Regions from separate parts of the Zea mays genome. Here region 1 is linked to region 2. Evidence: chromatin contacts called from public Hi-C data. All regions are on one chromosome and are shown on one strand. The core of a region is the stretch at or near the end of the contact, and the rest is flanking DNA. Distances in the headings are between cores, read along the strand shown. Region 1 has its middle 21 kb from the start of LOC542363. Region 2 holds the start of LOC100283483.

Region 1 (3,037 bases), core at 40-2,539, 73 kb before region 2:
CGGACGGTCCGCGACCTGGCGCGAGGCGGCGGTGCTCCCTGGTCAGACGCGGACGGTCCGCGACACAGGGCCGGACGGTCCGCGACCTGGTGCAGGAGCTAGGATCCCCTGCCTGACGGCCGGACGGTCCGCGCCCTAGGGCCGAACGGTCCGCGCGTGCGCAGGGGCGGCGGAAGATCGCCGGCGGCGCCTGGATCTCGCTCCCGGGAGGGACCCCGTCGGGGAGCAGAGATCCTAGGAGTTGTCTAGGCTCGGGCAGACCGACCTAGACTCCTCTAATCGACGTAGAGTCGAGGAGAGGCAGAGAATTTGGGGATTGGAATACTAAACTAGGGCTAAACTAGAACTAGACTAGAACTACTCCTAATTGTGCTGGAAATAAATGCGAGATAGAAGTGGTATTGGTTCGATTGTTGGGGGTTGAATCGGCCGTAGCCCTTCATCTATATAAAGGGGGAGGTCTGGATCCGCTTCAAACTGATTTCTGAGTTAATCCCGTGGTTTTAGGTAACAAATCCCGCGAGAAACTAGGAACCCTAACTGATTCTGCGCACGCGCGGACCGTCCGCGTTACCACCGCGGACTGTCCAGACCGCGGACCGTCCGGCCTCGGGGCCGGACCGTCCGCACCGCTCTTTTTAGAGCTCAACAACAAGCAAGGGGATGCCGAGCTGAGCTCAACCGCCTCAAATTAAGTATACTATTATACATTTTGGGAGTGTTATTCAATTCTGAGTCTGACTCCAGTCTCCAAATTTACATGCGGTCAGCAACATGTTATGTGTCCTAAACTCTATAAAGCTGCACATAACTCTGACAGTCGACTCAAATGGACAGAACTGAATTCTAGTAAATGGTACCAATCTGTGCATAGTTACCGAAAGATTTGGATTTTCCTCTTTAATTTTTGCTAGTTTTGCATTTATCAGCTTATCCAATATGGGGGACTCAAGAGGGAGTGGGTCAAGGCATCTCTCATGGGCTGCATTGTTCATCTGCAGAGATATGAAGATGTGAGTTACAGGTAAGCACAATAAATTACATATAAGTGCAGTTTTGACTGGTCTCGGGCAAAATCAATCGGTGGCAAGTCAAAATGTACAGTGCCAGGCCTGGATGATTTGGAAACACCGTAATTGATGTGTTTTTGATAACGGAACACCCAGCTTGCCTAAGACTCGCTGATGAAGAGAGGAGAATGTGGGAAATTGCAGGGGCCAAAGGGCTATCCTATCTGGCAGCTCCTTCACCTGAATCTTGAGGGCTGCTGTCTATGGAGTTTGTAGTGGTGGTTTCCGTTTTTACGGATCCTTTTTTGTATACATGTTTCTGGCCTCCGTAAAGAGTGCCTTGTATTTTTTCGGTCTTCTTTAAGAAAGAGGTTCTCCTGCGTTTTTCAGGAAAAAGTATATGACCTCTTTGAGTAAAAAGCTAATGGCTGCTTCATCATCCACAAATTCCTTAAGGCCCCGTTTGTTTCTTTTCATTTTGAGGAATTGGAATCTTACTAATGTAATATGCTACTTTTTTTAGAATGTGACATTCCACCACTTTCCAAAATTATCATATAAGTATATCTCAAATTCATGGGGTGAGATATGAAAATTGATTCTATAGATTTAAATGTTATTTTTCCGATGTACAACTTATAGTACACTCTTCTACTTGCGCCGCTATAACATAAATGTAGTATATAACTATCTTTTTCATATGATTTAGGATAATATACAAATATATTACATATATAAATATATAAACTTAATTAGTTTTGTGTAAATTATAATTATTAAAATAGAATTTAATTTCAACGAAACAAACGGGCCTTAAGAGAGGTCTTGAGAAATTCCATATCCAGCTGAATCTGCTGAAACCCACTTCTGTTGAAAGTCTGAAGACGGACAAATTCTTGCAGGCTTTTCAGGCAGAGCTTGAGGACAGTTGAAATAACAGATTCCTGAAATTTACCCAGAACACAAGGAATTCCAGTCAAAAACAGCTAAATGATATTCCTGTAGATGGAAGAAAAGTATACTTGAACTATAGCATATCTGCCCTAATAAGTAATAGAAAAATAAATAGATAAGCTGTTCTATGACCACATTCAGACAATGCATTCTAAAAACTAAAAGATGCAGTTCGCATTGATGTGGATTTTACAAGAATCTGTGGGATTTGCAGTAACCCAAAAGGCCAAAACTGGAGGCGACTGATTCTGATACTAGGGTAAATCAGCAGGTTTTTATGCCTTCTGCATTTTTATGCTTCTTTATTTATTTTGAGAAGCTTGGGATATAAACTAGATGAGCATTCAAGCATATTGGTAGGGTTCAGATGGTTAAGCCGGAGAACTATAGAAGAACAGACTTAAAAAAATTACCTTGTCATTCCAACTGGGACAAACTCATATGATTGCAATGTTAATTACAAGTTGTTAAAATATTACTTTAAACGTTGACAGAAAAAATTTGCTAGGATCAGTAAATCTCACAACATGGTGCGGTATTTTCCTGCAACCTAAGCAAAATTAAATGAAACTTCAATTTAGTCATCAACATCAAGTAAAAAAGGAAATAAAGGCAGAGATCATAAATACTACATGATGCACAAAATGACCAGGTAATAAAAATCTACAATAATCCCAGGTGGTCCTTTAGCAATTCTCATGGATAACATTATAGCATGACTATAAGTTCGTTATATCCCCCCTTCTGCTAAACACAGCCAATCTTAGGACGTCTCTTTATGCTGATGATGCTGCTATCTTCATCAACCCCTCTAGGGATGAAATTGTGGCGGTCAGAGACATCCTACACGCCTTTGGATGCACCTCGGGTTTGGTTACTAACCTTGAAAAGAGCTCCATCCACCCGATCCGGTGTGAAGACATCGACCTTGATCATGTGCTCCAGCCATTCCACGGGACTCGGGGGATTTTCCCCTGTCGTTACCTAGGTCTCCAACTCTATACCCGACCACTTCGGAAAATCCACATCCAACCACTCATTGAAAAAATTGGCAACCGTCTGGCAGGATGGAA
Region 2 (2,700 bases), core at 173-2,672:
TCAGCAGAAACATGGTTTTCTTCCACTTTGCAAGAAGCATATACACATGTTAACCTGTGAGACGAAAGTTAGTTAGCTGGAATGTCCAGTCAAAACACTAAATACATTCAGGAAATCAAACTTGAACGTATAGGCACAGAACAAGACACATCACCCTCATAGTTTTGATCAAGACACACACATCGCTCTTAACACAATATGAAGATAACTTAGATAAGCACACTCAGTTTTCAAGTCACATGCATCGATCTTCACATAATATGAAGAGAACTTAGCTAAGCATGAGCACACTAGAAATCAACCTTTACATTCACAAACGTAGAACCATAATTGTTTCATTACTGCTGAGTACCCTGCTTACATAATATGCTTTGGTTGATGCTCCATTACAGACCATTGTAGATAGAATCTCTTGAAATATATTATTGCTGTAGCCTGCAAAGCAGTAAGCAAACCATGAGCAACCAGAATCATAACCTCATAAAGGTTCCATCTTGGAAGAGGGGATTCTTTACCTGGATTTTGTGAGGGAACTTGAATGCAGCGCATACTTCCTGAATCTTCTGCTCGTAAAATACCCTTGTCAATTGCTCCTCTTCGTAAGAAAGAGGCTTTACAACCGAGCTACCCTCAACTGAACCAAAGAACACTATTTCAACACTAGCTTGACGAAGCGCAAGTGGAAAATCATGAAAGCACAGCTCTTTGGAGTGAACTGGTGGTGCATATATATTTCATATTTTGGAATACACATAGCACAGGTGAGTTATAAACCAACAAATGTCGCATACCATGATCCGGCATGGACTCTGGGTAGGATACCGAGCCATCAAGCAGGTCCACATTAAGCCGGGTCGTCCCATACTTCACAAAGAGCACGAGAGGAACGATGAGTAAACTCGGAATTAATCAAGTAGATACGGCTACCCAAGGGGAAGCAACGCAACCCAACCTGCGCAAGGGTCTGAGCGGCCCGCTGGTTTGCCGCCGCCCACCTCTCCATCTGCGAAGCACAGCATAAGGGCGCGCGGGCGCGCCGTACTGTCAGAAAGTCAGAACAGACTGGAACCGCCGAGACCGTGACAAAGCATAGTAAAGCAAACTCTGAGCGCCCGAGCTCACCAAATCGTGCGACTGGAAGATCCACCTCTCCCGTTGGGTGGAGGTCCGGAAATCAGCCATCTTTGCGCTCCTCCTCGTTCACAGTCACCACGCACCACAGCCGATCGAACCCTCGATTCCTATAAGCGGCGAATATAGAGGGACACCCACCACTTAGAGCGGCTGTGGAATAAAAGGGATAAAGCAACAGCAGATGCGATGTTTGGGCGCCAACAGCGGCGGCGGGTGGCGGAAAGGCGCGCGGCGACGGGTGGCAGCGGCGAGCGCCGGGAAGGCGGTGATGGTTTTTTTTTCGGTGAGGGAAGGGAGAAGCTAACGGAGTCGGTCTTTCTACGTGGTGCACTGGTGCATCCGATCCGGCCCAATCGAACTATCTGGCCTGTCCTAGGCCCAGTAAGATCTTGGAGCACTTCACATGTTTCCGCTGATTCGATCTAGGCCGATCCTCTCTGAGTCTCTCTCTCTCTGTACGGTTGCGCCCCCCCCCCCCCCCCCCCCCCCCCCCCCCCCCGGCGGAACGGCCCAGGCCTGGGTTACTCGTTCTCCCCGCGCGTGCTCTCTCCCCCTCTCAGCGCGACCACTACGGCACTACCACCGTCTTCGCCAGATTCCCAGGTCTTCGTCGGCCCCGTCTCCGGCAATGAGCGCTCAACAAATGGTATGCCGGTCCCTTCTCTTCCCTTCCTGCTGCGCGAAACCGAGCGCCAGTGCAGCAACCAAAGTCTAACCTAAGCTATCGAGGAGAAGCTTATATTCAGAGCACCATTAGGGAGAAGCCTGTTAAAAAGAGTCCTATAATAGCAAAAAAAAAACTCTAAGCTATCTGGCATGCCCCTTCTATCCACTTCCTACCATGCGAAACCGAGCGGAAGGCAAAGCCTAACCTGGTTATCTGTAATGGGACCTGATCTAATTGCAAGCGTGTACACGAATTATGCCTACTAGCTTCTATTCTTTGTGCCTCCAAAACTCATGAACTGCTTGCTAGCTTCACGAAGTCTGGGTTTTATTTAGGCACATTTTAGGGCATTTAATTGGTTGAACCAATTTGGTTCAGAGAAAAATGTTCTGTTCCTACCACAGAACGAGTGAACATTAATTTAACCTGTGAAACTCTGATAGCCAAGGGTAGAATTGCTTTACGGTACCCTGGATATTAAGATACTATTCATTATCTCACTGCTTTTTTGAGTAAATAATTTATGGAGGGATGGATTTTTTTCAATGCAACAGGTCCTTTTGTTCCTGCATTTCATTCTCTTTTGGGAGCATAAAGCTCTGTTTCAAGGGGCTACTTTATGTTTTGGGGGGCAAGGCACATACCACAGATGTCCCTTATTCCACAATCCCACAGAAATACTCACATAAGAGCCCATACTTGAAAGTAGAGGACTCTCTGTATGAGATTCCAATCATGACAAACCTTTGTGTGCATGTGCGTTTAGTCGTTTACATCCACGTCCTGTCTGTGAGCTTAAGTAACTGTAGCATTTTGTTTTCTTTTTGTATTCCCATCTAGCATTTTTCATGGAGTCAATTAGCTTAGTGGCCAAGAAGTACAAGGCCTTTTTTTTGTTT

What was found. Hi-C and Micro-C count contacts between places; a contact is called where the count stands out from the background.
Region 1: a Hi-C map of root tip shows a contact between it and region 2, with 5 times the contacts expected there. The contact joins the enhancer-like site here to the promoter of LOC100283483 in region 2. A contact is called at or near these places in 9 of 25 Hi-C or Micro-C datasets (bundle sheath, ear, endosperm and 4 more) and 1 of 3 datasets of contacts at active chromatin or transcription factors (seedling).

The regions. Positions count from the first base shown.
Region 1 is chr1:280,571,838-280,574,874 of Zm-B73-REFERENCE-NAM-5.0, reverse strand. It overlaps the pseudogene LOC103645599. Among protein-coding and RNA genes, the nearest start is that of LOC542363, 21 kb to the left of the region's middle. Within about 2 kb of position 1,289, at least 2 of the 20 cell types and tissues checked have an H3K27ac peak or open chromatin away from gene starts, as enhancers often do. A contact at or near this core is called in root tip, where this site is marked.
Region 2 is chr1:280,499,174-280,501,873 of Zm-B73-REFERENCE-NAM-5.0, reverse strand. LOC100283483 reads right to left here and starts at 1,422. Exons shown (of 15, transcript NM_001156383.1): 1 at 1,123-1,422; 2 at 953-1,003; 3 at 792-864; 4 at 516-634; 5 at 362-435; 6 at 1-54. The coding sequence starts at 1,182. LOC103645598 (E3 ubiquitin-protein ligase HOS1) reads left to right here and starts at 1,543. Exons shown (of 10, transcript XM_020546920.2): 1 at 1,543-1,780. The coding sequence starts at 1,763.